5 separate regions of the Mus musculus genome follow, and regions 1, 2, 3 and 4 are each linked to region 5. The links are chromatin contacts, called in public Micro-C and promoter capture Hi-C maps. All regions are on one chromosome and are shown on one strand. The core of a region is the stretch at or near the end of the contact, and the rest is flanking DNA. Distances in the headings are between cores, read along the strand shown.

Region 1 (2,700 bases), core at 196-2,695, 1.0 Mb after region 5:
TTCCGAGGGTCCTTTGACAAACCCCCCGGGGGCGCGACCCACATGTTGAGAACCACCGGCTTAGGCCGGTCTTCAGTTGGTCCTGAGCCTGCCAGCCTGATTGTCTTCCCTTTGCCCATAGCCCAAGCCATACAGAATTGCACAGAGGGGGCTCTGAGGGCCCATCTTCTCAGTCTGGTTCACACCTATGGTTTTGGTTCCTACCGCACACACCCTGACAGTTCTACTCAGAATAACTTTCAGTAAACACACAAAAGGATTCCATTACAGGGCTTAAGGAAACACCATTATACATACTCCTGTGCTGAAGGTTCAAAACACCTGTGAATAACTCCTAGGCCCCAATCCAGATTAAAACCTATTCAGTCGCTTGGTAGTCCTCTTGCAAGGACCCGTTCCTGCATGACCTACGTACCCAGTAAGACGACCAATTTCATGATGGGCCTGACACTCATGGGTCCTCAGGATTCAGAAGGGAAGGGTGCAGCCACAAAGACTGAGAGTTGCAGAAGCCCAGTGATGACAGCATGTAGGTGGGCTAGCCAGGAAGAGGCACCTTCACTGGAAACAAAGGGGGAAATCAAGAAAGCTTCTTAGTGGGGGCTGACAGAGGAAAAGAATATTCTAGAACCTGAAAACTACAAATGCTAGAACAACCCCGATGTGTAAACTAGGCAAAGAGGAGGAGCCGTGGGGTCTTCTGTCCCTCGGATGACATCAGAATGATTGAGAAACTGGAAATGAGCTGATCACATATAGCACTGGAGCAGCTAGTCCTTGACCCTGGGTTGGTACGGCCCGAGGGCATCTACTGGAATACCACCTTGTCTCGGACCCTGCCACTGGGCTGCCAGGCAACAACAGCCTGGTGATCACTCTGACCTACTTCAACCACCCATGACTTTTAAGCTCTTTGAATATAGGGCAAAAAGAACTAGGAGGCGACTGGGACAAATCCAATCACTGACCGAAGCGCTGGCCCTGCCTACTAATGGCTAACTGATGGCATTTCCAAACACCCCAGGGAACGTGCCAGGGCCTCGAGTTTTCTTCCCGTTCTTAGAAATTCCTCCCCACGCCCATGGCATTACGGTTTCCAAATCCCAGGCCCGCCGCGGGGCTCGGTGGCCGGACCCCTGGCCGCGCCCGGAGCGGCCAGGAGCTGGTTAAGGGCGCCAAGATGGCCGGCTTGTTTTGCTCGCCGAGGCATCACGCGGAGGCTGCCCTTTGCCTCCGGGGCCGCGGTCAAGGTTCCGCCGCCCTCTCTGGCAGGCTGCCCCGGCCGGCCCGAGCGAGCCTCCTCCCCTGCGCCCTGGAGCCTCGCGAACCTTCGAGACCGGGGCGCGGCAGAGCGACAGCGCGGCCAGCCCGGAGCTTCGGGGCCGCTGCTGGCCCTTCGGCATCTCGGAGCGTCTGTCGCCCGGGCGAGCAGACTGCGGCCGCCCCGCCGGTCTTCCCCAGCCGGCCTTTCACGCCGCTCAAGCAGCCGAGGTCGTTCGATGGGCGTGGCAACACTGCCCTCCACTGGCCAGTGTGCCGAATGGCACACGCGGGGCCATCCTAACTGCCCTGGACCACCGGGCACTGAGACCCTTTCTACAGGGTTCTCAAAAGCGTACACCACACTTCCCTAGGCGTCTTCCCATCTGTTGGTCGGACTCCAACTCAGAGTTTGTATTTTATGGCATTCCAGGGTGAATGTTGCTGCTGTTGGCCGCTGGTCCTGAATCTACCAGCTCAGCCCACTTACTTAGGCCAGGGTTCTATCATCCACTCCAGTATACAGTATGCAGACAGAGCACAGAGGACCCTGATGGAGCTCTCAACCATATGGCACTTAGCGGGATAATTTCACAAATCTAAGATGACACTTGAGAAAGTTTTAAATCTTAAGTGTACGGCTGTTTGCCTATATGTATTTCTATGTACCGTGTGCCTGCAGTGCACTTTGAGGCCAGAAGAGGACTTTTTAAATCCCCTGAACTGGAATTACAGATGGCTGTAAGCTTGTAAGGTTGTAAGCACGTGAGTGCTGGGAATTGAACCTGGGTTTTCTGGAAGAGTAGCCAATGACCTTTACTGCTTATCCGTCTCTCCAGCCCCTTGAAAAAGTTTTAATTCACTTATAAAATATATATGCATATATGTATATGTGTGTATATATTTTATATAGTTATTTAAATCAGGGCAGTTTTCAAGACTGGATTCCCTCCTTCTAACATGTGGATTCTGTAGATTCTAACCAAACTCAGATCATCAGGCCTGTGAATCACCTTCACCAAACTGAACCATCTCACCAGGCCCAGTTTGGAAAAGTTTCCATGTTCTTATAGAGGAAAATATTAAGGCACTGAAAGAAGACATAAATAGGGAACTACAAACAGTCCCCAGTTTATCATAATTTCACCTGTAAGGTGAAACATAAATAATATACATTCAGTAGAAACCACAGTTGAATTTTTAATTCTGGGTTTTCCCCCGGACTAGCAATAAACACAGTATTCTTCTGCGGGAAGTTCCTACAGTCGTGAGTGGGAAGCAGACAGTGGTCTATAGTGTACTGCATGGCACAGTGGTGACGTCTGGTACGTTACGGAAGCAGGTGTACTCTCCACGCTACCTGGCCTTTTCAGTTCATTGAAGGGATTGTTGGGACAGGGCTTCACTGCGAATCAAGGAGCATGTGTGATTTATACTGGG
Region 2 (2,700 bases), core at 26-2,525, 1.5 Mb after region 5:
CTCAGTGGTTAAGAGCACGTGCTACTCTTACAGAAGGCATGAGTTTGGTTCCTAGCACCCACATCCTCCGCTCACAACCGCCTGTTCTAACTCCAGACCCAGGGGATCTCATTCCCTCTTCTGGCCTCTGAGGGCTCCTGTACTCACGTGCAAGCACAGACACACAACTTAACAAATAAAACAAAAACCTTCCCTGCCGGATTTTGGGACCAGGACCCTGGAGTCTCTTTTCAGGCTCCACTCCCAGGAGAATATAAGAAAGAACAAGATCGAAGGCTGACAAAATTGGCAAAACAGGGCAACTAAGGATACTGAAAAAGGAAAAATACTTTCTTTTTTGAAGTTCGGGGGTTAGGGGGCAGGCTGAGGCAGCACACTGTAAAGCCAATCCGACCCCCTAAGGCCGACCTACGGAGAACCGTAAGGTGACGGGTGTGTCAGTTTCAGGAAACGTCTAACACGTTCCCCGGCCATTGTTCCTACAGTCGGCTAGTGCATCTGATGAGAAATGAACGGCACCCCACACCTCCCTCTTCCAGGCAGCGATCGGCAGGGAGGGCATCGTCTGCCCACCGCATACCTCGCCCCCCACCATCAGGCGGGAGGCGCGCAGCCGCAGGGAGGAGGATCAGGTCCGGGGCCTACGGGCAGGCCCCGCGGCTCAGCGCCGGGAAGGGGAAGGGTCCACCCGCGAGCCGGGGGGAAGGGGGCGGGGAGCAGCTCCCTCGCTCGCGCTAGAAGGGCAGGGGCGGGAAGGATGGGAAGATGTACCGAGCAGGGGTGGCCCTCTAAGTTGGGGACCCCGGCAACCGCTAAGGACTCACCATCGCGCCAAACGCTCTTGCTGCAGCCGCCGCTAACACCTCTGCTGCCGCACACGAGCTCAGCCGCAACGCCGCCAACAGCCAATCCCGCGAGAGCCGCCGCCGGAAGTCGTCGAAAGCGCGACGCAAAAGGAATCTTTCAGACCATAGAGAGACACACGTTTCTGGTTTCTAGAGTGGATACTGACGCTGTTTCAGCCATCTTGGTTAAGGGCGCCGGGATGGGTAAGAGACTCTTTCTCCGCTTTAGGAAGAAGAGTTCGTTTCGGGATTCTGCCTTCTGTACTCTAATTAACTGACAGGCGGCTAAAGTGATGGGGAATACAACAGCGACACCAGTCGTCTTTTTTTTAAGCCTTTCTAAAAAAATGGCGGCAATATAAGGACCTGGCCGATAGGTCGGTTGTAACCCGGAAGTGCCCTGCTAAAGAGGAGGCTGTGAGACAATCCGGAAGTGGGAGTAATGAAGAGGTGCCACTTGGCGGCCATGGCAGCTGTAGTATTGGCGACTCAGGGTCAGGGCCTGGCTGAGGGAAGTACCATGGGTAGCACCGGGTGTAGGGCAGAGACAGCATCGTGTCGACTTTGCTGTTGAATCCTCCGACCCAAGTGAGAGACTTGCAGGACATCTTGCCCGACTCTAGACTCGGAAGGTAGTTTGCTGGGACTGGTGGGCTGGTCCCTTCCCTGGGGGCGTATCACCTGCGGTGCCACCCCTAGGAACAGGTACAGCGTGCGAAGAAGACACTTGGCTTTACCCCTCTTTCCTACTGCTACCAGGGGCCTTGTCTAGGAGCGGGTCGTCGTGACACTCTCATTCCGACGATTGAGGTCTCTTTCAGCACAATTTCTCCATCTGTGACCGACCGGAATCTCAGTGGCTGGCAACCGAGTACCTAAGATTGCGCGAAGTTTTCTCTGGTGCTAGAGTCAGCAGAAGGAGCTTGCTTCTTAAGAGAGTGGCGTGCTTCGAGAACACCCCGGCTGGTGGCAAGGCTGAAAGAAGTGGGCAAATTCCCGTTTGCTTGGAAGACCACGCGTTTAAACAGCCTAAGCGCCTTTCGAAACTGCTGGAATCTTAAAGCCTGGTGGTAGAGGGTGACTACGGGAGGGCAGAATGGATGACTTTCTCTCCATTAGTCTGCTGTCTGTGGCAATGTTGGTGGGATGTTACGTGGCCGGAATCATTCCTTTGGCTGTTAATTTCTCAGAGGTAAGACGTTCTCCATTGTCTGCCAAGCGTTAGGATGATGCTAGACCTAGCTATATTTGCAAAGAAGCTGTTTCTCAGCTCTAAGGTCTCATTAAGGAAAAGATGTAACATTTCACAGTAGAAACAAAGCTTGTGTTCAACCGTATACATCTTAACCAAGAATGGTAGATAGATGATACACTGGAGAACCTGGAGTGTTCAGAATCCTCTGAAAATTATATACCCCCACGACCACCAAAAGTTGGGGCTCTGCATTTTTCAAGAGACAGGAACCACAGTTACATTTCTGATGATTCCTGGAGGTTTCAAGAAATCAAGATATCAGATAAAACCAAATGGAGACTTACTATTTCACTGAGGTGAAATCAGTATAACAATTTCTGAGAAAAATCATGAATGTTTTTGGAGAAAAGCTTAGGATGTCAGCACTACAATCAGTGTGAGAGAAAAAAGCTACAGTAGGTTGTTATTATCATTTCCTTTCAAAGAAGCCAAGGGCTGGAATGGATATTCTGAGATTATTTTCAAATCTCTTTGTTTAGAGATAAACTTTTTGCACGCCTTTAATCCCAGCTCTGGGGAGGCAGAGGCGATAGATCTCTTGAGTTTGAGGCCAAACCTAGTCTGCAATGCAGGATGCACTTTGGGTTATTTGTTAGGTTG
Region 3 (2,700 bases), core at 21-2,520, 1.6 Mb after region 5:
CGCTCTGGAGCTTCGCCCCAGCCGCTGGCTAAGCTTCCCGCGCCCCTCCGCTCTCCGCTCCGCTCGTCGGGATACGCGCCCCGACGGCGTTCCCAGCTGCCTGCACTCGCCGTGCCCACTGCTTCCCACTGTCCTCCCTGTCCCTTCCAGTCCCACGAAGGGAGTGGGCCCGGCCAGGGCACAGTCTTCGAGATACGATGTTCACATCCAAGTCCAACTCCGTGTCGCCATCGCCGTCCCTGGAGCAGGCGGACGCGGACGCGCTGGACATCAGCACCAAAGTGCAGCTCTACGGGGTTCTGTGGAAACGGCCGTTCGGGAGATCCTCGGCCAAGTGGTCCCGGCGGTGAGTTGTGTCCCCCGCGTCCTGGGAGACCTCCCTTCCCCACCCCTCCCTACCCCGGGAGGGAGCCCCGAGCTTCAGGACCCCTCCCACTCATCTAGTCACCGCCCTGCCTCAGCCTTCCGCTGTGACCTTGACCTGCCCAGCCAGTTTCTCTCTATGCTGTCCCCCACCTGGAAGATGCGACTTTAATTGGTCGCTAGAGCTAGAATGGCCGGTAGATGCCGGGAATTCTCTGTGGAATGAACTAAGTCGCGAGTCCCAAGTGGCGAGGCTGCATGTGGGCTAGAGATTGAGGTTAGGTCGGGCCAGTCTGCAGAAGGAGAAATCCCATCCCAACCAGATTCTCCAGAGACCTCCACAGCCAATTCCATCCCTTGGCCGAGGCTTTAAGTGGGCTGGGAAATGGGCGTCTCTCTCCTCTATCCTTTCACGCATCCTCAACCTTACATGGTATTTGAGCAAGCCCGACCACTGCCACTCTGAAGTACTCGGGAGAAAGGAGAATCACAAACCTTCTCTAAGGAGTTGTGTTGGAAACTGTGCCCTGACATCACTGAAGTTAGAGTGGGAGAGAGGATATATTGGTCCTGTCCAAAGGACTGGTTGGGAGGGGGTGTTGGGCAATCCTTGCCCTATTATCAGCACGAGGCTCTCTGCCCCAACTCCAAAGGAAAGCCCAGATGCCAATAGGGCTTTCTATGGCCATGACAAGTGTTGGGAGAAGGGGCACTCCCAGACCTGGGCTTGCAGGAACCTCACAAAGCTGACTGCATGTGCACTAGGCCATTTTCTACACAGCTTTTATCATTAAGTCAACACAGATTTCCTGCAGTGTCTAGAAGACTCAGACTTCGTCCTGGTCCCTCCCTGGAGGGTATGAACATTCTTGGAAGCACAGCCCCCTCTCCCTCCCACACCTTGAGTCTGAAGGCCTCTGATGTTTTCAGGGCTGCAGATCACGTGTGTGTGGTAGTGGTTAGTTCTGATCAATTTTGATGAATAATTTAATATTCCTGTAAGACCTCAGGACAAATGGAGGTGTGGATGGGATTTCATGTTTTACAGAGCTGGTTTCATACACTTTTATTACTTCTGCCTGATTTCTCTTGGGGACTTAATGGATTACAGACCCCCTTGAGTGCCTCCCAAGTTGAGTTTTCCTCTGATGTTTTAAGTGAAGGCTCTGTGCAGAGTGAAGATTATATGAGAGACTCACAGGGCTGAACTGTCTGATGGCAGCCACTGAGGGCCAAGAACATTCTGTCTCTGCCACTTGTGTGTGTGTGTGTGTGTGTGTGTGTGTGTGTGTGTGTGTGTGTGGTGAGTGCAGAGGTAGGGGAGGGGAGGGGACGGGAGGGGTTATTGTTGACTCCCAGCAGAATATCCTGAGCACTACTGTAGGCAGCCATCTCTCTCCATTGGGTCTGACTATCCCAGGTACTCTTCTGAGTCCTCATTTAATTTAAGACTACCCTGCCAGGCATCTTCACCCGATTGCATCCGGTATGTGGTAGGTGCCAGGCTGAGTGTCCTGGCTCCCTGTATGGGGTTGGGGGCGGGTGAGCCTGGCTCCTGCATAAACAGTTAATTTGAGGCTGATAGCCCAGGGCACTTGGAGTTGGGGCCCCAAGTTTCCAACAGCAGTTCCCACAGCGGCCCAAACCAAACCAGTCAGTCTAAGTCAAAACAGTAACTGCAGGACCAAGTTAGTTCTGTGTCCTCTGAAAGAGGCTGTCACCTCTGTCTCAAGAGCTTCCTGTGCAGACTCTCTCTCCTCTGGGTCTCAGAAAACCTCCTACCTGCCAGCTCTAGGTCTTTGTTCACGGCCCCTCCTCTGGGAGGATCACCTCCCCATCCTCCATTTCCCCTTGAGTCAGTAACAGCCAGTCAGAAAGTCTGGGTACAGAGGAGTGATGCACAGCCAGCCTCCTCTTGCTGCCCAGTAGGGCCTCTGGGCTCCACTTTCCCATTTGTGAAGTGCAGTCTCTGGACCTCAGATAATTAGTGACCACAGGAAGGCTTGGGACAGAGCAGCCAATGCCCTCCACTGCAGAAGCTTGCCATTAGAGAAATCAATGCCCTAGTGGGCAGCTGAGGGGAAGAGGCCTGGAAGGGCTCCATGCTGCATAAATAACCACTGGGCAGGATGGAACTGGCTGCGGCTGGCTGACTTCTTTCAAACTCTCCTCCTCGGGTCTGTCTTAGCCGGAGCTCCCAGTACCCCACCACCTCTACCCTCACCTTTCTCAAACAGCAGTAGGAGGATGCTCTCATTGTTAGCTTACTTTCCTGTGGGCAAAGGGAGGGAAGGGACTCAAGAGTGTTCATTAAGAGTGAGGGTAAATTGGCCAAAT
Region 4 (2,700 bases), core at 89-2,588, 1.4 Mb after region 5:
ACTCTGCTCCTGGCATTTAAGATCCTCCAGTATCTAGACTTGCCCAGTCTGGCCAGTCTCAACTCACACCAGGTCTTTGCCAGTATCCAGCATGCTCTCATGAGATATTATCCTGAGGGCCTTGGCTGTCCCTGCCCTTTCCTTATTCTTCTCTTCCTTTTTGGGATTACCCTCCTATTCTCCAGATTTATCCACTTTCTCTGGGAAGCCTTCCTAAAGACCACTTTGCAAGACTATACTTTCAGGAATCATTTCTGTAGTTCGTTACTGAAGACCAGTTTGCAATAAATTATTTCTTCCTCCGCAGCATCTACTTTGGTATCTCAGAGCTCCGAGTGTGTGTCTTCCTTTGCCTGACAGGCCCTAGCCCGCCTTGTCTTCTGCCTGGAGCCTGAATTATTCACACCTGCTTCTCACCTCTCATCGACTTCAGGGCCTCCGCAGAATCAGAATCTCAATGATGTCTATCCTGTCTCTCACCACCTTATTTTGCACTTTGTCAGAAAAGTGTCAGAGGGCTCTTAGACAGGGTTCTGTCCACTAATCGAACCCTGTGGCCTGGCCTCTATGGCCTCCCTTCACTCTCACGGAACGGTGATGACGCCTCAGGACAGTTCAGGGAGCCGCGATGCCGGTGTGGATAGGAACTAAGAGAAAGCTAGGAGCCCCAGGGTAATGAAAGATGTCCAGCGATCGCATCCCTGTGCTTGCATTGGTTGTACCGCAGCGCAGCTTCACCTCGCTCTCCAGAGTGTCAAGTGCATCAGCTTCCAACTCCCCACCCCCTCGGGCCACCGAGGCGGATGGAATCCTGGGTCTCCGAGAAGGATTCCGGTGCAAAGTCAAGACTGCCTACTCGCTAGCCTTGCCCCCTCCGAAGGACTCTCTGAACACAGGTTGAACCCTGCGCCAGAGCTCAGTTCTCAGCGCTGCCGGGAACTGCAGCTAGGCGACTCGGGCCAAGGCCAGGGGTCGCGCGTCTTCGCTGGTGACTCAGGTCCGCTCGGCGGTGGGTTAGGTGTGGGTGGAGAGACAGACCAGGGCCACGCGGGGGCAGGGGACGGGCGAGAGATAGCCGAGCGTTGAGAGAGCAGAGACCAGCTCTGGTTCATCGCCATTCCACCCCGCGTCTGTCTCGCTGAGACCCGGGATGCGGGAGGAAGGCCCGCGCCACTTCCCAGCGGGCGCGCTCTTTAGCGGGTGCGCAGCGGCCCCGGCTGCCCGCGGCGTCTGGAGCACAGAGCCAGCTAGGCGCGCGAATGAATGAGCGCCCGGGGCCGCGCGCGCTCGGGGCTGAAGGGCATTAGGACCGTGAGGATCGCTCTGCGCTCCTGTCTCTTCCTATCACACCCCCCCCCCCTCCCCAACCACCACCACCACCTCTCTCTTTTTTCTGCTCTGCAGGACTGAGCAGCCCGGCGCAAGCGACAACAAACGGCTGGGGCAGCAAGCTCCCCTGCTCGGGCTCCGAGAGCACGCCGGCCTCGGGCCCCACGCGGAGCGCCCGTCCGCCCACCATGAGGAAGATCCGCGCCAATGCCATCGCCATCCTGACCGTAGCCTGGATCCTGGGCACTTTCTACTACTTATGGCAGGACAACCGAGCCCATGCAGCATCCTCCAGCGGCCGCGGCGCGCAGAGGGCCGGCGGGAGACCAGAGCAGCTCCGCGAGGACCGCACCATTCCGCTCATTGTGAGTACGCTCTGCGCACCGGGTGAGCGGCGGGCCGGGGATCCTCGGCGCGCGTCCTGCCCCCCGCTGTTAGCCGAGGTTCGCGGGGCCCGACCGGGGGCTGCGTGCCCCGAGCACCGTTCGGGCTTTGTATATATTGGAGAATTCCTGCTCGTTGTTATGGCAACCTGTGCGGGGCCCGGAGGGGCCAGGGTGCTTGGATGCAGGGAGGGTGACAGCATGTGGGGGCAGGGAGAAAGTGCTGCAAGTTTGGTGGGCCCGGCGTGCGCGCGCGACTGAGAACGTGGCGGCTTTCGCGGCCCCGCGCAACCGGGGCTGGGGACTAGGGGGCTGCGGGCGTCTCGCCATCCCCAGAAGGCGGCTGGCCCTGGAGTGCAGCGAGCGGGTGGTGGGAGCAGAGCTCAGCAAGAGCGCGTAGGTGGTGGTGCGCACCGGGTCTCCAGCCTCTGGGGTAAAAGACGCCGGGCGGCGGCGTGGGTAAGGGAAGGGTCGCTGAGCGCTGCCCTTGGCTTAGCGCCTTCACATCCAAGATCAACTTGGACCAATTTTTTCAGCTTCCACCCCTACCTTCCCCGGAGGTGTTTTCTGGCTCCCCAGGGGCGGGGAGAAGGCTTGACTCATAAGCGCTCTTTGCCTCCAACCCTAGGGTCTGCAGTTGAAGGGGACTGTGTGTTCGTTGGGCTGGGCAGTTCCCTCTCATGAGATCACCCTCCAGACATCTGAGCGAGTAGGAGAAACAAAAGCGGTGTTAGTACTCCGAGAGCTCCCGCGGAGCTGGGGCGAGGGGTTGGGGGGCGGATTAAGCTGCACAGTAGAACCTGGTGGGGGCAAGCTGAGCCTGTAGGGGGCGTCCTGTCTACACTTTCGTCTGGTCAGCTGGTGATGGCTTCGTGTGGCCAGGCCCAGCACCTGTTGAGGAAGGAGACTAGGGGACCCTTTGAGAGAACGCTAAGATGGGAACGTTCTTCCGACGGGGGCAGGTAACCTCTTGGGACACACTACTGTT
Region 5 (2,700 bases), core at 60-2,559:
CCAAGCCTCCAGATAAGGGTCACTGGTGAGCCTTCCAATTCCGGATTGTAGTTCATTCCAAATATTGTCAAGTTGACAACCAGGAATAGCCACTACAGCAGGCTACAGAGTCACAGTTAAGAGTACAGTGTTAGACAATCTTGCCACTGTATGAAACACTCAATATGTCCATTTTATCATACTGTAAACTTGTGCTTACAACAAAGAATGCAGATCCTTCTATCTCCCCTAGCTTGCTGTGTCTGTGGAGGCAAGAAGCATCGGATTCCCCAGAAGCTGGGGTTAATGGCTATGCATAAAACTCTGCAAAAACCAGGTCCTCTGCAAGAGCAATGTGTGTCCGTAATTGCAGGGCCATCAGCCACTATTTACTATTAAAACCATGAAAAGCTCCTTGATATTTTTGGATTTGTTTCAGCCTCCTTTTAATTTAGAATGATCAGAATGTGTTGATATAGTTGGCCTCTAGTAACCAGTGCTCTTATTGTTCATGTAAAGAACTGAAAACAGGGGCCCAGAGAGGTAGCTGAACAGTTAAGAGCATCTGTTACTTTTGCTAAGGGCTTGGGTTTGATTCTCAGCACTCACATGGTGGCTCATAAAGGTCTGTAGTAACTCTAGTTCCAGCAAATCCTATATCCACTTCTGACTTCCCTGGGCACCATGAATGTCTGTGGTGCACAAACATATATACAGGCAAAACACTCATACACATTTAAAAAAATCTGAAAAGGAAATAAAATTTTGTTTAAAAAAATTAAAAAAAAAATCTAGAAAGTAATTGCTTGGTAAATTCTAAATTCTCCCCAAAGATCCAAGGTAGGTGAGTTTTTAAAAAGCCAGACTCAAGAGGACACTGATGGGGTAAATGTTTCTAGGATTTTAAGCTTTGAGATAGAAAGCTGCAGATGGATGCTGACTTGGTGTGGGTTAGCAGATGACCCCGGGTGCGGGCAGGCCACGGCCAGTGCCAACTCTTCAGCCGAGATAGCGCCTGGGGCGGGTACATGTGTCAAGTTCTCAAGTTCCACTGAGGTCTCCAACCTGGCAGGGACGCTGCTTCCCGGGAAACCACACAGGTGCCACTCTGATCAGCGGCTTTATGGTATCCGCCTTGGTGGCTTAGGCATCGGGGGCGGGGGGAGCGTGTCCAGGGAAAGAGAGGACAGGTCCAATGGTGACTTAACGGCAGGCGCGTCCCAGGCCCTGGAGAGCTGTAGTCCTCCGAGAAGGTGCGCCGGGGGCTGGTTGGAGGCGTGTCCGAGAGATGCTGACGTCACAGGGCGGTGCGCTCGCCTAGTGAAGCATCGAAGCTGTGGGAGGCTGCACTCACTCGAGGTCCTGAGTTGCACCGAGCCGGTTCTCCTAGGGTAATCCCCTCCCTGCCAATCATGTTCCTGAGGAGCAGCGCCTCCCGTCTCCTCCACGGGCAAATTCCTTGCGTCCTGACGAGATCCGTCCACTCTGTAGCTATAGTCGGAGCCCCTTTCTCTCGGGGACAGGTGAGAGCTGCGACCCGAGCTGACGGGACACTAAGCCTAGAGAGTTTCTTGGGGCCAGGAGGGAGGAGGGGGGAAAAAACGGGGGGAAGAGCTCGCGGGATCCCATGGCGGGTACGTGGAGCGCACGTTGGGTTTTCCTGGACCCAGATGGAGATGAGGGACTGATGGAAGGCAAGGGGGTGAGAGAGGGCACTGGGCATCGAGAGGGAGGGAAGTGGGCATCGAGAAGCGAGCATCTGCGGCCTCCAGGACGACGGAGAGTGGGCATTTCCAGCTTTGGGGTGATGACAGGAAGGAAAAGAGAGAGGATTCCATGGAGGAGCTGGAGAAGGCAAAACCGGGATCGTTGAGAAATTGTCGGAGAGGAGGTTAGAGACGGTGACCGGGGATTAAGGCAGGCTTCAGGTTCTATTCTTGCAGAAAGAGCATTAACCTGGAAAGAAATTGATGTCGGTCTCTGCAACTGCGGGAGGGACGAAGGGGCTTTGTTCTGCCTTCAATGAAAGGAACCTGCTGTCGCGGAGGGCGCACTCACTGATGGGGAAGCTAGGTGCCGCGTTCTGCCAGATACAGGTACCGGATCAAAGCTCACTGAGCCCTTTCCTGATCCGAGACTTTCCTGGTCTGGCTCTCAGTGAGGGACTCAGAAGGTTGATTTGCTTTCAAGAACAGAATCTTCCCTCCGCCCATTAAGCATTTAGTGAAACGATCAGCCTTCTACAGTAGAAGTTTTGATGCTGTGAAAGGTTTGCAGAGGAGTCTTTTAGGAGCTCCGGGTAGCAGCAGAGATTTCTGTGTCAAAGTGTTTCTGCTCCTTTCCTCACCTTCTCTTATGTCTGTGGGGTTTGTATGATTCACAGAAGAAGCTAGGAGTGGAATATGGTCCAGCTGCCATTCGAGAAGCTGGCTTGCTGAAGAGGCTCTCCAGGTTGGGTAAGTGGTTGGATTTCTGTGTTTGTTCCGGAAGGGGAAAAAACCTGTTCAGAATCTCATCTCTTCTATCCTGATCCTGTGGTAGCAGCTTGGCACCTGTAATTTGTTCCCATCTGGTATCCTTTGGATTCCTTCTGCAGATAAACATCTATCAGGGAATCTTCAGAGGAAGTCTTCTTGCAGATAGTGTTGGGGAAAGTGAAGCAGAGCAAAGTAGGTCCTGGAACAGTGTACTGCCAGTGTACTGCCAGTGCAGCTAAGGATT

What was found. Promoter capture Hi-C pulls out the DNA fragments that hold promoters and counts their contacts. Hi-C and Micro-C count contacts between places; a contact is called where the count stands out from the background.
Region 1: a contact with region 5 is called in a promoter capture Hi-C map of stem cell-derived epiblast-like cells, with 9 times the contacts expected there. The contact joins the promoter of 2310015A10Rik here to the promoter of Arg2 in region 5. A contact is called at or near these places in 4 of 39 promoter capture datasets (embryonic stem cells, hippocampal neurons, pre-B cells and 1 more).
Region 2: a contact with region 5 is called in a promoter capture Hi-C map of cranial neural crest. The contact joins the promoter of Slc39a9 here to the promoter of Arg2 in region 5. A contact is called at or near these places in 2 of 39 promoter capture datasets (cranial neural crest and hippocampal neurons) and 1 of 115 datasets of contacts at active chromatin or transcription factors (large pre-B cells).
Region 3: a promoter capture Hi-C map of the C10 cell line shows a contact between it and region 5, with 4 times the contacts expected there. The contact joins the promoter of Plekhd1os here to the promoter of Arg2 in region 5. A contact is called at or near these places in 1 of 39 promoter capture datasets (the C10 cell line) and 1 of 9 other capture datasets (liver).
Region 4: a contact with region 5 is called in a Micro-C map of embryonic stem cells, with 2.4 times the contacts expected there. The contact joins the promoter of Galnt16 here to the promoter of Arg2 in region 5. A contact is called at or near these places in 1 of 39 promoter capture datasets (liver), 1 of 484 Hi-C or Micro-C datasets (embryonic stem cells) and 1 of 115 datasets of contacts at active chromatin or transcription factors (stem cell-derived neural progenitor cells).

Annotation. Positions count from the first base shown.
Region 1 is chr12:80,131,399-80,134,098 of GRCm38.p6, forward strand. It overlaps 2310015A10Rik (RIKEN cDNA 2310015A10 gene), which reads right to left and starts at 1,446. Exons shown (of 3, transcript NR_033514.1): 1 at 1,329-1,446; 2 at 416-561.
Region 2 is chr12:80,642,940-80,645,639 of GRCm38.p6, forward strand. Slc39a9 (solute carrier family 39 (zinc transporter), member 9) reads left to right here and starts at 1,276. Exons shown (of 7, transcript NM_026244.2): 1 at 1,276-2,037. The coding sequence starts at 1,942. Erh (ERH mRNA splicing and mitosis factor) reads right to left here and starts at 1,172. Exons shown (of 4, transcript NM_007951.4): 1 at 825-1,172. The coding sequence starts at 827.
Region 3 is chr12:80,692,682-80,695,381 of GRCm38.p6, forward strand. It overlaps Plekhd1os (pleckstrin homology domain containing, family D (with coiled-coil domains) member 1, opposite strand), which reads right to left and starts at 1,271. Exons shown (of 3, transcript NR_037995.1): 1 at 1,264-1,271. It overlaps Plekhd1 (pleckstrin homology domain containing, family D (with coiled-coil domains) member 1), which reads left to right. Exons shown (of 13, transcript NM_001177503.1): 1 at 1-346. The coding sequence starts at 198.
Region 4 is chr12:80,517,652-80,520,351 of GRCm38.p6, forward strand. It overlaps Galnt16 (polypeptide N-acetylgalactosaminyltransferase 16), which reads left to right and starts at 1,339. Exons shown (of 15, transcript NM_001081421.2): 1 at 1,339-1,694. The coding sequence starts at 1,518. Gm26777 (a long non-coding RNA gene) reads right to left here and starts at 562. Exons shown (of 5, transcript XR_381753.4): 1 at 1-562. 2310002D06Rik (RIKEN cDNA 2310002D06 gene) reads left to right here. Exons shown (of 3, transcript NR_045490.1): 3 at 1-303.
Region 5 is chr12:79,129,479-79,132,178 of GRCm38.p6, forward strand. It overlaps Arg2 (arginase type II), which reads left to right and starts at 1,310. Exons shown (of 8, transcript NM_009705.3): 1 at 1,310-1,502; 2 at 2,363-2,435. The coding sequence starts at 1,392.